Regions from separate parts of the Ovis aries genome. Here region 1 is linked to region 2. A link is a contact called in public Hi-C data. All regions are on one chromosome and are shown on one strand. The core of a region is the stretch at or near the end of the contact, and the rest is flanking DNA. Distances in the headings are between cores, read along the strand shown.

Evidence for each region. Hi-C and Micro-C count contacts between places; a contact is called where the count stands out from the background.
Region 1: a Hi-C map of muscle shows a contact between it and region 2, with 2.7 times the contacts expected there. The contact joins the promoter of CREB5 here to the enhancer-like site in region 2. A contact is called at or near these places in 4 of 16 Hi-C or Micro-C datasets (mesenteric adipose tissue, muscle and tail adipose tissue).

What each region holds. Positions count from the first base shown.
Region 1 is chr4:69,306,508-69,312,221 of ARS-UI_Ramb_v3.0, forward strand. CREB5 (cAMP responsive element binding protein 5) reads right to left here and starts at 2,307. Exons shown (of 10, transcript XM_060415034.1): 1 at 2,252-2,307.
Region 2 is chr4:69,065,498-69,070,947 of ARS-UI_Ramb_v3.0, forward strand. The region is part of intron 4 of CREB5 (cAMP responsive element binding protein 5); the gene reads right to left. Among named protein-coding and RNA genes, the nearest start is that of CREB5, 240 kb to the right of the region's middle. Within about 2 kb of position 1,419, at least 10 of the 54 cell types and tissues checked have an H3K27ac peak or open chromatin away from gene starts, as enhancers often do. A contact at or near this core is called in muscle, where this site is marked.

The sequences.
Region 1 (5,714 bases), core at 1,057-3,556, 240 kb after region 2:
CTTCAAACCAGAGAGCACTCAGCTCTTCTGCACCCCCTCTATTCAAAAGCCTGTTAAGAAATCTTTTATTTAATTTCTGCTACACTGCAGCCCCACCCCCACCCCACCCGGAGTTCTTTTTACTTTTATCCCTTAAACATGTCATATACAGTATTTTTATTCAACTGCCAGAAACGGGGATTCTGACTCAATTCAATGACGTACGTATTTAACTTTCTATTTAAATACAGAAAGTTAATGTTAAGAGAAAAAAAGTAACCCATGCACCACTCTATTGTACGATATTTTGAGTTCAACGACTTACATTCCCTCACTTTGGAAATGAAACGTTTAATCTCGAGCCTTCCAGCCAAATTTGATTTAGTCAGCACCCTCAGCCATCCCTCTTCGGAAAACCGGTCTGTCTGAGGAAGGCGCTGTGTAAAATTAAGTACTTTGCTTAACAGTGAGTGTGTTGTTTTCCTAAGTCACCACAGGGACACGGTACTATCATAGTGTCTCTAAACATTTCCTGAGACGCCTTTTCTATCAGAGTTGAGCAGTTTGCCCTGGAGAAGAGGGTTCACTGGTGCCTTTCTTAAATAATAGAAAAGGGCAGATTGTGTGTGCGTCGATCAGGTACTGCGCTCCCTCAGCCACCAGAAGCTCTCACCCACACTCCAGGGACTGTGATCGCCCCAGGGAAAGCAGTCAAAGGCGGAGGCGGGGCCAGAGTGATAACGGTGTGGGCGGTAGAGCGGGTGGAGAAGGAGGGATCCGGGAGGAGAGGGCAATAACGATGCCCAGGGAATCAGAGATTGTACGAGTATGTTGGGGGTTGGGGATGGAAAGCCTTGCCTTGTCAGCACTTCTAAGGCCCCCAACCCTTGAGTATCTGAAGCTGTTAATCAAACACTTATTGGTCTGCAGAATGACGTAATGGACCTGTATCCAGCCTTTATTCCTTGACACATGTCAGAGAAGGAGGGAAAAATAAAAATCAAACACTCTGTAGACTCTGACAACGAAATATACAAGTAGCCCACTTCAGTTCCAGGCCTTGAACAAGTCTCAAGTGGGGGCGGCACTTGTTCAGGGAAAGTTAGGGTGGACAAGATCTTTATCTACCAGATACTCAACCCCCACCCCAGAAATAAATCTGTGGCAAAGGAAAAGCGGGATGCAGCCGCCGGGAGAAAACATCTCCTTGGTTCCTTCGTGAGTCTTGCCCCTCTAAGAACGTCGTGAAAAGTTTTGAGTTATTCCGTGGAGAATCTGGTGGAGAGGAAGGCTCCGCCGCCGTGCTCTGAGAACTGCAGCCGCGTCGAAGGCGGGAGCTGTCATTTGGGGCAGCGGCGGGGAAGAGGTAACGATGCCAACGAGAACCGGACAGAGGCAAGAGGCGGCTGCAGGAGTGAAGACGAGGAGAGCCTCGCCACTGTCGAGCCTTCCACGCCTGCAGTGAAAGGCAAGTGCCCTCCGAGGGTGATGGCCCCCTCATTCCCTGGCGCGCGCGCCCACCACCTGCGGTGGGCAGCCCTGCAAAAGGTGGCAGCAGCAGGCTTGGGGCCCGGGAGGGAGCTAGCCCCCAGTGCGCCCGCCCGTCCGCCCCCTAGGTGACCCGGCGTCCTCGCCGCGCCCGCTGGAAGTTTGCAAACTTTCTCCGGGGGTTCCGCCGCATCACAGGGAAGTTGGGGACGCGGGGGGGAGGTTCCTGTCTCGCCGTCTCCGCTGCTGCCGCCTCTGCCGCCGCTTGACCGCACTTCTGGAGGGTTCCGCACCTTGCCAGGTCTCTGGAGGCAAACACACACCCCCGATTCATAACTGTTCCCCGTGTCAGGGAAACACACGCGCGCTCCTACACACGCACGCACGCTGGGGCGGACACGGCGCTCGCTCCACGTTAGCATCCCTCCAGTCGCACGGCGCGGCGGCCACCAAGACGCGCTCCGGGACGGACACGGCGTGGGGTCTCTGGGGTAGCCTCAGGACACGGCTGATTCCACAATCCACCAGTATTTGGGGCCTGACTTCCCTCTGGTCCGTCAAAGTGTTTACAAACACAGATCATCCTCCAAAAAGAAAATGCATCGCATCTTCCCTACTCCTTGCCCTGCGACCTGCCCACTGGACCAAGTAACCTCGCGGCTGCTGCCGAGAACCAACCCCTGCAAACAACTACACTCCCGAGACGGCTCCCGCGGCAAGTGCAACAAAAGTGACTAAATGCAAAAGCCCCAGAAGTGGCCTAGCCGTATTTTTAGGAACTTACCAAACAAGTGTGGAGAAGGCAAGAGCAGAGCCCGGGTGAAGGGACCACGTTGGACTGAGCAAAGATTACAATACATTCTATTTAGAGTGCATTACATCACCCCCCCGGTGACGTCACGTGGGATTCCTGAACTTCTAAATCATTGCGGTCCGTGGGGGAGGGAGGAAGGGAGGGGCGGGGCCGTCGCGCCGAGGGGGCGGGCTCCGCCCCAGCCCCGCCCCGCTCCCGCGCCACGAGCGGACCCTGGTGCACCCGCGGGGAAGCGGCGGCGGCAGCGGCGACCGCGCAAGCAACAGCTTGCAGAGCCCAGCGCCGTGTGACACGGCTCCCTGACTTTAGTGGTGTGAGTCAGCTTGGAAACAATCCTCAAGGTTTCAGAAAGGACCACGGAGGAGGCAGGGACACGGGCCCTCCCGTGAGTAGGGCCTGGTAGCATTTAAAAAGGTGTGGGGATGGGGCGAGGTGGAGAGGGGTGCCGAAGAGCGCAGGGAAGAGACTGTCTCCGAACAGAAATGCGGGACGCTCCCCCTTCCCCCACCAGCAGATGTCCAGCTCCGTTTTGCTGCGACAGTCATGACCTCATTACAGTGTTCCCTGCATCCTGGCTTTTCAGAGCACTCACTGGACACCCCTTTTCACCTCCCGCCCCCGCCCCTCTCCAGCTCACTTCCAAGGAAATAACTTCTTTATTGTGCAAACTCATGTGGAATACACTGCCCCCACCCTTTCCAAGACCCCTGCTTCTCGAGTCTAAGAGCTGGAAAAAGAGTTACTCCTGGAAGGGAAAGGTGTATCACGGCTAGAGCCAAGTGATGAGCCTGATTTAGACTCAGCGTCAGAGCCGGAAGGGCCGTTGGCGATCATTCCAGAGCCTCGTCTGTAACTTGCCCAAGCTCCCCGGCTGACAAGTGGCAGAGCAGGAGCCAAAGGGAGGGAAAGAGCCCCTGGTCTGCAGTACCTTCCCCACAGCTCCGGGAGAGAAGGAGCCTGGAGCTTTCAGGATCAGCCAAGACACCCTCCCCATCACTATCCTCGGCTTGACTTCCATTCAGATGTTCTTTCAGTGAGCCAGACTCATAGAGAAGGCATAGAGTAATTTCCAGTGGATCCTAGCCACCCCAGACCACCACTGTCATCCCTGCCGCAGCTCACAGTGTACAAAGCCTTCACACCCACGTGGAACTCCCTTGATTCTCACAACCAGCACAAGGAGGGCAAGCGTTATCATTATCCCCATTTTACAGGTGAGCCAAGGCAAAATCCACAAGGTTAGGGAGCTGGCCTGAAGCTGCTTGAGTAAGTGGTGGCACTGGCACCACCCCAAATCCTGTTTTCAAACCTCAAATCCCAACTGGGCTCTTCTAGAACCAAGGTTGTTTTCCCTTCTCATGGGTTATTGGTGGTTAGAACCTTTGCTAAGGATTGGAGCTTTGCTTAGGAACAATTTAGCCCCTGTTAACAAACAATTGAACTTCCCTGGTGGCTCAGAAGTGAAGAGTCTACCTGCAATGTGGGAGACCCAGGTTCAATCCCTGGGTTGGGAAGATATCCTGGAGAAGGAAATGGCAACCCACTCCTGTGTTCTTGCCTGGAAAATCCCATGAATGAAAGAGTCTGGAGAGCTATAGTCCATGGAGTCTCAAAGAGTCGGACACGACTGAGTAACTAACACACACACAACAAACAATAATCTTTCCTGACGTTTATGTAACATTTGACATTCATATAGCACCTCTCATCCCAATGCATCAAAACCATGACTGTGCAGTTTGCCAGAGAATCGTGACTGGACTGGCTAGAAATTGTAATGCTCTGCCTGGATTGTCACATACTTCTGAACTGGTTTTGATACACTAAATGGAAGAGCTTTGTGTTTCCTTTCTGGTTTTAAGTGTTTAACTCTCTTCCCTTCAGTGTTTCTTGAGACCACAGGGACTGCTGACTTTGGATTTCTCACCGTCTTATTCAGAACTCATCACTGAGTTTCCTATTTGCTGTCTTCCACATGTGGCCCTAAAGGAATTGCGAAAGAAGGGCTCCAGTCCTAACTTGAATCTTAACCAATAAAACTTTAAATATGACAGCTCAATTACTTGGGTTGACAGAAGGAAGCAACAGCCACCTTGCCCACATTCCCACTCAATTATCAGGACATCCTTTACCAGTAAAGCAGGTATCTACTTCTTCTCTCAAAAGAAAAAAGTGTGAGCCACATCAGGAGCAAACTTGAGGCAGGAAAGGGATGCAGCTTGACAAAGCAGTACGAAGTCTGAGAGCTCATCTTTTTTCTCAGCTAATAGGTGTGGCTCAAAGGTGCATAATGGAGAATTGAATAAGCAAAGGTGAGGTGATAACCAAAATATTTAAAAACCTGTAAGTAATTAATCATCATCTAAATTTAAAACATTTACTTCCCAGTATTCTCTAACAGAAGCATATATGTGGGTTTTAAGCAGTATTTCATCAGCTTCTAATACTATTCAAATCAGTTGTCAGTCTTTAAAAATTGTTGCTGATCTTTTGTTTGATATGCTATTACCAGGTAAACAATGCCTCCCCCTCCAAGCCATGGTTGACACAGGAATACACGTGGAACTTTTCCAATGCTCTCTCCAATAATTTAATAATCATTACGTTAATTGGAATTTCAATGGGCAGATAATTTCTCCACATCAGCAATATTGTTCATGGTGCTGACTCATATCTCTGCTTCTGCTGAACTGATAACAATTTCATTCACAATGTTTCTAAGCCATTGTATTACAGTTTTCTATATATTATAGATCTCTGTGACCAAGTAAGTCACACACACACACAAAATTATTTTTAATGTAAACTGAAGAAGAGAGGTAGTGTTTGTAAGTGTGGACTCTAATGTCAGGCTGGCAGAGTTCAGATTGTGGCTCTGCTCAGTTCAGTTCAGTCACTCAGTTGTGTCCGACTCTTTGCGACCCCATGTATTGCAGCACGCCAGGCCTCCCTGTCCATCACCATCTCCTGGAGTTCACTCAGACTCACGTCCATCGAGTCCGTGATGCCATCCAGCCATCTCATCCTCTGTCATCCCCTTCTCCTCCTGCCCCCAATCTTGAACTTTAATCTTTGGGTCTTAGTTTCCTCATCTATATAATGGGACTGGTGATGATAATTATAATAACTCAAATGAGTTGAGAATTGTGTTTGGCACAGGACAAATACTACATAAATATTTGCCCTCACTTTTATCAGTGAAAATAATGCCACTAATGCCATGACGGGAAGATATTCCGTGATTTTGGCAAACTTGACCAAACGAATGAAAGGACACCCTGTTTCCCCATACTTTTCCCAGCCTCACACTAGCCCCTGCATCCACCCTCTATACCAAGCAGGCTCTCCTGTGTCAAAGCGTGCCAACAGAGCCCTTGTGTTTATGGACTCAAATTTCTACATGCCTTGTGCTCACCCTGTCTCGTTCAGGATC
Region 2 (5,450 bases), core at 169-2,668:
TTTAGCTAAAAATATTAGAATATGACCAGAGGCTACCACAAGGTCAAAATATTTGGTAACAGGACCACCAGTGTAAGAGTGTGCAAGTGTCCATCTATGGGATCTTGGGCATGCTCAGGCCTAACATATGATAAGCCATTCATATTCATACATATATAAGTACAGACTGCATTTGGTACAGAACAACAAGTTGCCATTCTATACACTCCTATTTTGGCTTATATTACACAGTGGTTTAGAGTGGGATTTGTGAGTGTCATTAAACATCTCAGCCTCAGTTTCTTCATCTGTAAAATGGAAATACAGTCCCTACCTTAAGACACTGATATCATTCATAATTAACTAAGAAAATGTATATAAAACACTCAGCAGACATAATACAATTTTAAGAAATGCCAGTTACAATTCTGCTCTCTTCAGCTGTAGTCGTTACAAGATGGTACAGTCTCCTTCCTCTCTGGGTGCCCCTTCATTGCTTGAGTACCTCTTCATAGTCTTGTAAACAGCTGCACTAGCAGGCAGGTCTGATGGTTACAAGTTGGCAAGAGTTTTCTTTTCCTTCCACTGTGACTGCTATAATGAACATCTTTAAGGGGACATATAATTGGAGAGAGGAAGGCTGTGTGTGTGAGAGAGAGAGAAGAGAGATAATCTGTTTATGTGTATCAGAGTTCACCTGGCGACGAGGGGAACTTGCCACTCTCTCCTCCCCGGAGTTTCACTCACAGGGAACATTCAACATTGCCTGCACACTGATCTCCAACCTGGCACATTGCAAAGAGCTGCGCTGCAAGGCATATGACGTCATATCACAATGTTCATCGCTGACCTCCACCCTCATAATAAGATTCTTTTTGGCCCTTGTGTGATTAGCATCCACCTGAGACTTCCTAACCATCTACTTGATAGCAAATTGGCAGCAAATATCAGGAAATTCCACGCTGGTGTTTGGATGAATCTTCTCCATTGATATCGTTTATCTGAATTACTGGCACTTCCTCAATTATAACAATACATCAACCATTTCAAGTTTTTCTTTCACCTCCGGATACATGTTGCCCTTAATAAATGAAGCTGAAGTCAGAATGCATGCTGGTATGACGACACCATCCTGTCTTCCAGGTGTGGTTTCAGGGTCACACTGAACACTTGCGTCTGGAAGACTGACTTCAGCTCACTGCATGGCCACATTCTGCTACTCAGGGTGGTGAGATCATGGTGCTGGCATGAATCTATCGCTCGTTTAAATGAATGGGGTTGAATTCAATCTGCTGACCTTGATTGGGACACTAGTGATACAGGCTGTGTAAAACAAAACAAGGCAAAATAAACAAGGGAAAACCACAGTATATGCAGCTACTTGGTTCAGAAGGTGACACTACTGAATTTGGTCTGTGAAGGTCTTGTCACATGAAAGTCTAGAAATAGCTATGACCTAAACATGGGGGTAGGAGACGACCCATTTAGAAATGAATGGATGCATTCCATTGTGCTTGTAGAGTGTTTAGAATCTATTTTGGGGAAAAAGGGATATTGTAAATACTTTCCTTTGTTCATAACCATCATAACCCAAACTTTCTGGCTCTTGGCATTTATCTGTAACCCTGCATGCCAATAGTTTTTTACACACTGCCTGACAAGGCAAACATTATTCTACCAGAGACGCAGGATTCCCTGTGACCCCTCTGAATCTCCAGGGCCAGCCAAGCCTGGATTAGATTCTGACTAATCCTAGTCTGGACATCTCTAGGGGCTGCTCTAGTCTCACTACACAATTCCAAGGCCACTCAGCTCTGAGGGCCCTTGGGAGATGCTGCCATATTAGGCATGTGGAAATGTCCACGTCATTCTGAAATTATTTTGGAAATAGTCATTTAATATAACTTTTTCGATTAGCATTCAATTCCAAATTTGGGACTAGATTTTAGATAAAATTAATTCTAGGGACTTCTCATTGGTTTTGTAAAATGTTAATGCCAGCAAGCATTCCTTCATCTTCAAAAGCAACTGGATCACAGATTTTCATTTCATTCTCTTTTTTTTTATTTGATTCTCTCTTTCGTCAACAGCATTTCTATGGCAGAGGACAGGCAATCTTTTACAGATACCTCTTGTCTCAAAAGTGGCTGACTGGATAGGCATATTCTTAAATGCAGGTTAATCTGTGGCCTCCTTCCTCTTCACCATGATGGCTCTGGATGCCAATGAGGGGGTCACAAGGGAGGAGCCTGGGGCCAGGTATGGAAAAGCGAATGGAATAGGCATTTTCTAGATGTATGGTTTGTTTGTGTTTGTTTTATAGTCACTCAGTTATATCTGACTCTTTGTGACCCCATGGACTGTAGCCCACCAGGCTCCTCCATCCATGGGATTTTCTAGGCAAGAATACTGGAGGGAGTTGCTATTCCCTTCTTCAGGGGATCTTCCCAGGCCAGGGATGGAACCCTTGTCTCCTGCATTGCAGGTAGATTCTTTCCCATCTGAGCCACCAGGGAAGCCCATATGGTTCTTAGTATCCCCATAAGATGAAGTATAAATTGTAGTTAGAAACTTTTACCCTGTGAACACCTTCATCATCTAAAGATGATTCCTTCTGGAGACAATCATGATCTTTATTAGGTACCAGGCCTGTGGGAAAATCTAGAGATACCAAGACATGATCTTGATGGATGTGACTTCATAGGGAAAGTGGGCTTTAAAATGCTCCCTTTAATAGTAGGATTCTTTTGTAACACTGTTCACTAATACACTTGGTATAAATGAAACTACTTCTTCCAAATGAACTTAGTCATTGAAGAAATTAAAGAAATTCCTTCCAAGGTAGCTTTTCTCATCAGATGGCTCCAAAACAAAGACCTCAACAATATTAGCATAAATGGTTCAGGAATCGTGATTTTGGGCATTTCCAAAGAGAAGTTCCCTTCTATTTCTGCTACTTCAATAACAGAGTATAAATCAGAGACTTGGCATTTACTACTCCACTGAGCTATTAATTTTAAGTCTTTTACTGATTCAGTTCCAGCTATATGTATGATGGAGATAACTTTTATTTATTGTTCAAATCATACAATAATCCATGCAAACTCATCAGTTCAAGGATATTAAATCAAAATCTATTTTCTATTGAGTAGGATTTAGTTTAAGATAGAAGCTTCCTGGAGAGCCAAATCTGGGGTTTAGTGAGACCATCTTATTCTAGAAATGATGTCAGAAGACTGTTTGGGTGCTTACCTAGGAAGGTACCAGGGTTCTGTTACTGATCAATCTGTACAAAATAATGTATCATGTCAATACCTTTTCTTCCTCCTATCCATTTACTTCTTATTGATGAATTTCTTATTTTAGCATTATCAAAAGGTCATGAGCCAGTACTATATCTAATTCAAAAAGGCATTATTAGGCTTATATCATATCAACCTTAAGAACTGACCAGTTCTGTGAGGATAATCTGAATAGCCATATTGGAACATATTTTTTCACAAATTTAGAAACAATGTCAGACCTTCCCAACTTTTCAGACCATTTTTACTTTAGAGTTAAAAAAAAAAAAACTTTCTTGTTGTGAGAACATTTAACACAAGATATAACATCTTAACAAACTTTTAAGTATATTATTACATTTTATACACTTTATTACATATTATTATTACACTTTATACATTATTGTTGACTATTGGTATAATGTTGTACAGCAGGTCTCTAGAGCTTATTCGTCTTTCTTGACTGATAGATCCTGCATGCTGGTTGACTAGTAACTAACTCCCTTTTTCCTTTTCCTCTGAGCTCCTGGCAACCATCACTCCACTCTGATTCTATAAACTCAACTATTTTAGGCACTTCATATTAAGAGAAACATGTTGTATTTGTCTTTCTGTGACTGGCTTATTTCACTTAACATAACTTTATGGCCAGCATGTATATGAAAAAAATGCTCAATACCACTAATCATCAGAGAAATGAAAATCAGAACCACAATGGGATTAACATGACACACCAGTCATGATGACTAGTATCAAAGAAAAACCAAAGACTAGTGCTGGCGACGGAGAAGGCGATGGCACCCCACTCCAGTACTCTTGCCTGGAAAATCCCATGGATGGAGAAGCCTGGTAGGCTGCAGTCCATGGAGTCGCGAAGAGTCGGACACGACTGAGCGACTTCACTTTCATGCATTGGAGAAGGAAATGGCAACCTGCTCCAGTGTTCTTGCCTGGAGAATCCCAGGGACGGGGGAGCCTGGTGGGCTGCCATCTATGGGGTCACACAGAGTTGGACATGACTGAAGCTACTTAGCAGCAGCAGCAGCAGTGCTGGCGAGGCTGCAGAGAAGTTGTAACACCTGTATATTATTGGTGGGGATACAGAACGGTGAAGCTCAATAGAAAACAGTACAGAGTAGTAGTAGCAGTTGGGTGCTCAGTCATGTCCAGCTCTTTGCGACCCCATGGGCTGTAGCCCGCCACGCTCCTCTGTCCATGGGATTCTCCAGGCAAGAGTACTGGAGTGGATTGCCATTCCTTTCTCCAGAGGATTTTCCCAACCCAGGGATTGAACCTGGGTCTCCTGCATTGCAGGCAGATTCTCTATCATTTGAGCTACAGGGAAGTCCTAAAAATGTACAGAAGTTTCAAATACACACACACACACAGACACACACACATTTGGGGCTTCCCAGGCGGCACCAGTGGTAAAGAACCCACCTACCGATGCAGATGACACAAGACATGCAGTTCGATCCTTGGGTTGGGAACATTTATACATCTATCTACCATATGATCCCCGAATTCCACTGCTGGGTATTTATTCAAAAGAATGAGAATCAAGATCTCAGATCTCAAAGAGATACTAGCACACCCATAACCATAGAAGCATTATTCGCAGTAGCTATGATGTGTAAACAACCTAAATGTCCATTGACAAATGAATAAAGAAAATATGGTGTATTCAGGCCGAAAGAAGGGAATTCTGTAGTATGCAATTTTTTTTTAGAAAAAGCTAACAATTTTTGAGCATTTACCATGCTAAATGCTCACATACATTATTTTATTTAATCCTCATAAACACCTATATAATTAATTATTATTATGTACCCATTTTTCAGGTGAGGAAAAGAGACCAAGTGCAGCTCAAAAATCTGCCTAAGGTCTCAGAACAGTAAGTGGTGGAGCCAGAACTCAAGCCTGACTCTTCTGACTGGTGATAAGTTCTGTTTCTCCCTGAAGCCCACATACTCTTCACTAGCATGCAATATTGTTTCCATTCATCAAGATTTATTTAACTCAAAAGCAAATCTTTTCAAAACTGAAATCTTTTCAAATCTTAAAAGTTTGACTCATTTGGAATTTACTAGAAGAATATATGAGAAAATCACAAAAGTTGTTTCTCTCCTCTATACAGATTAAATATATCTTTGGCTCAAACCATAACGGGTGAATTATTGTACCAGCCTT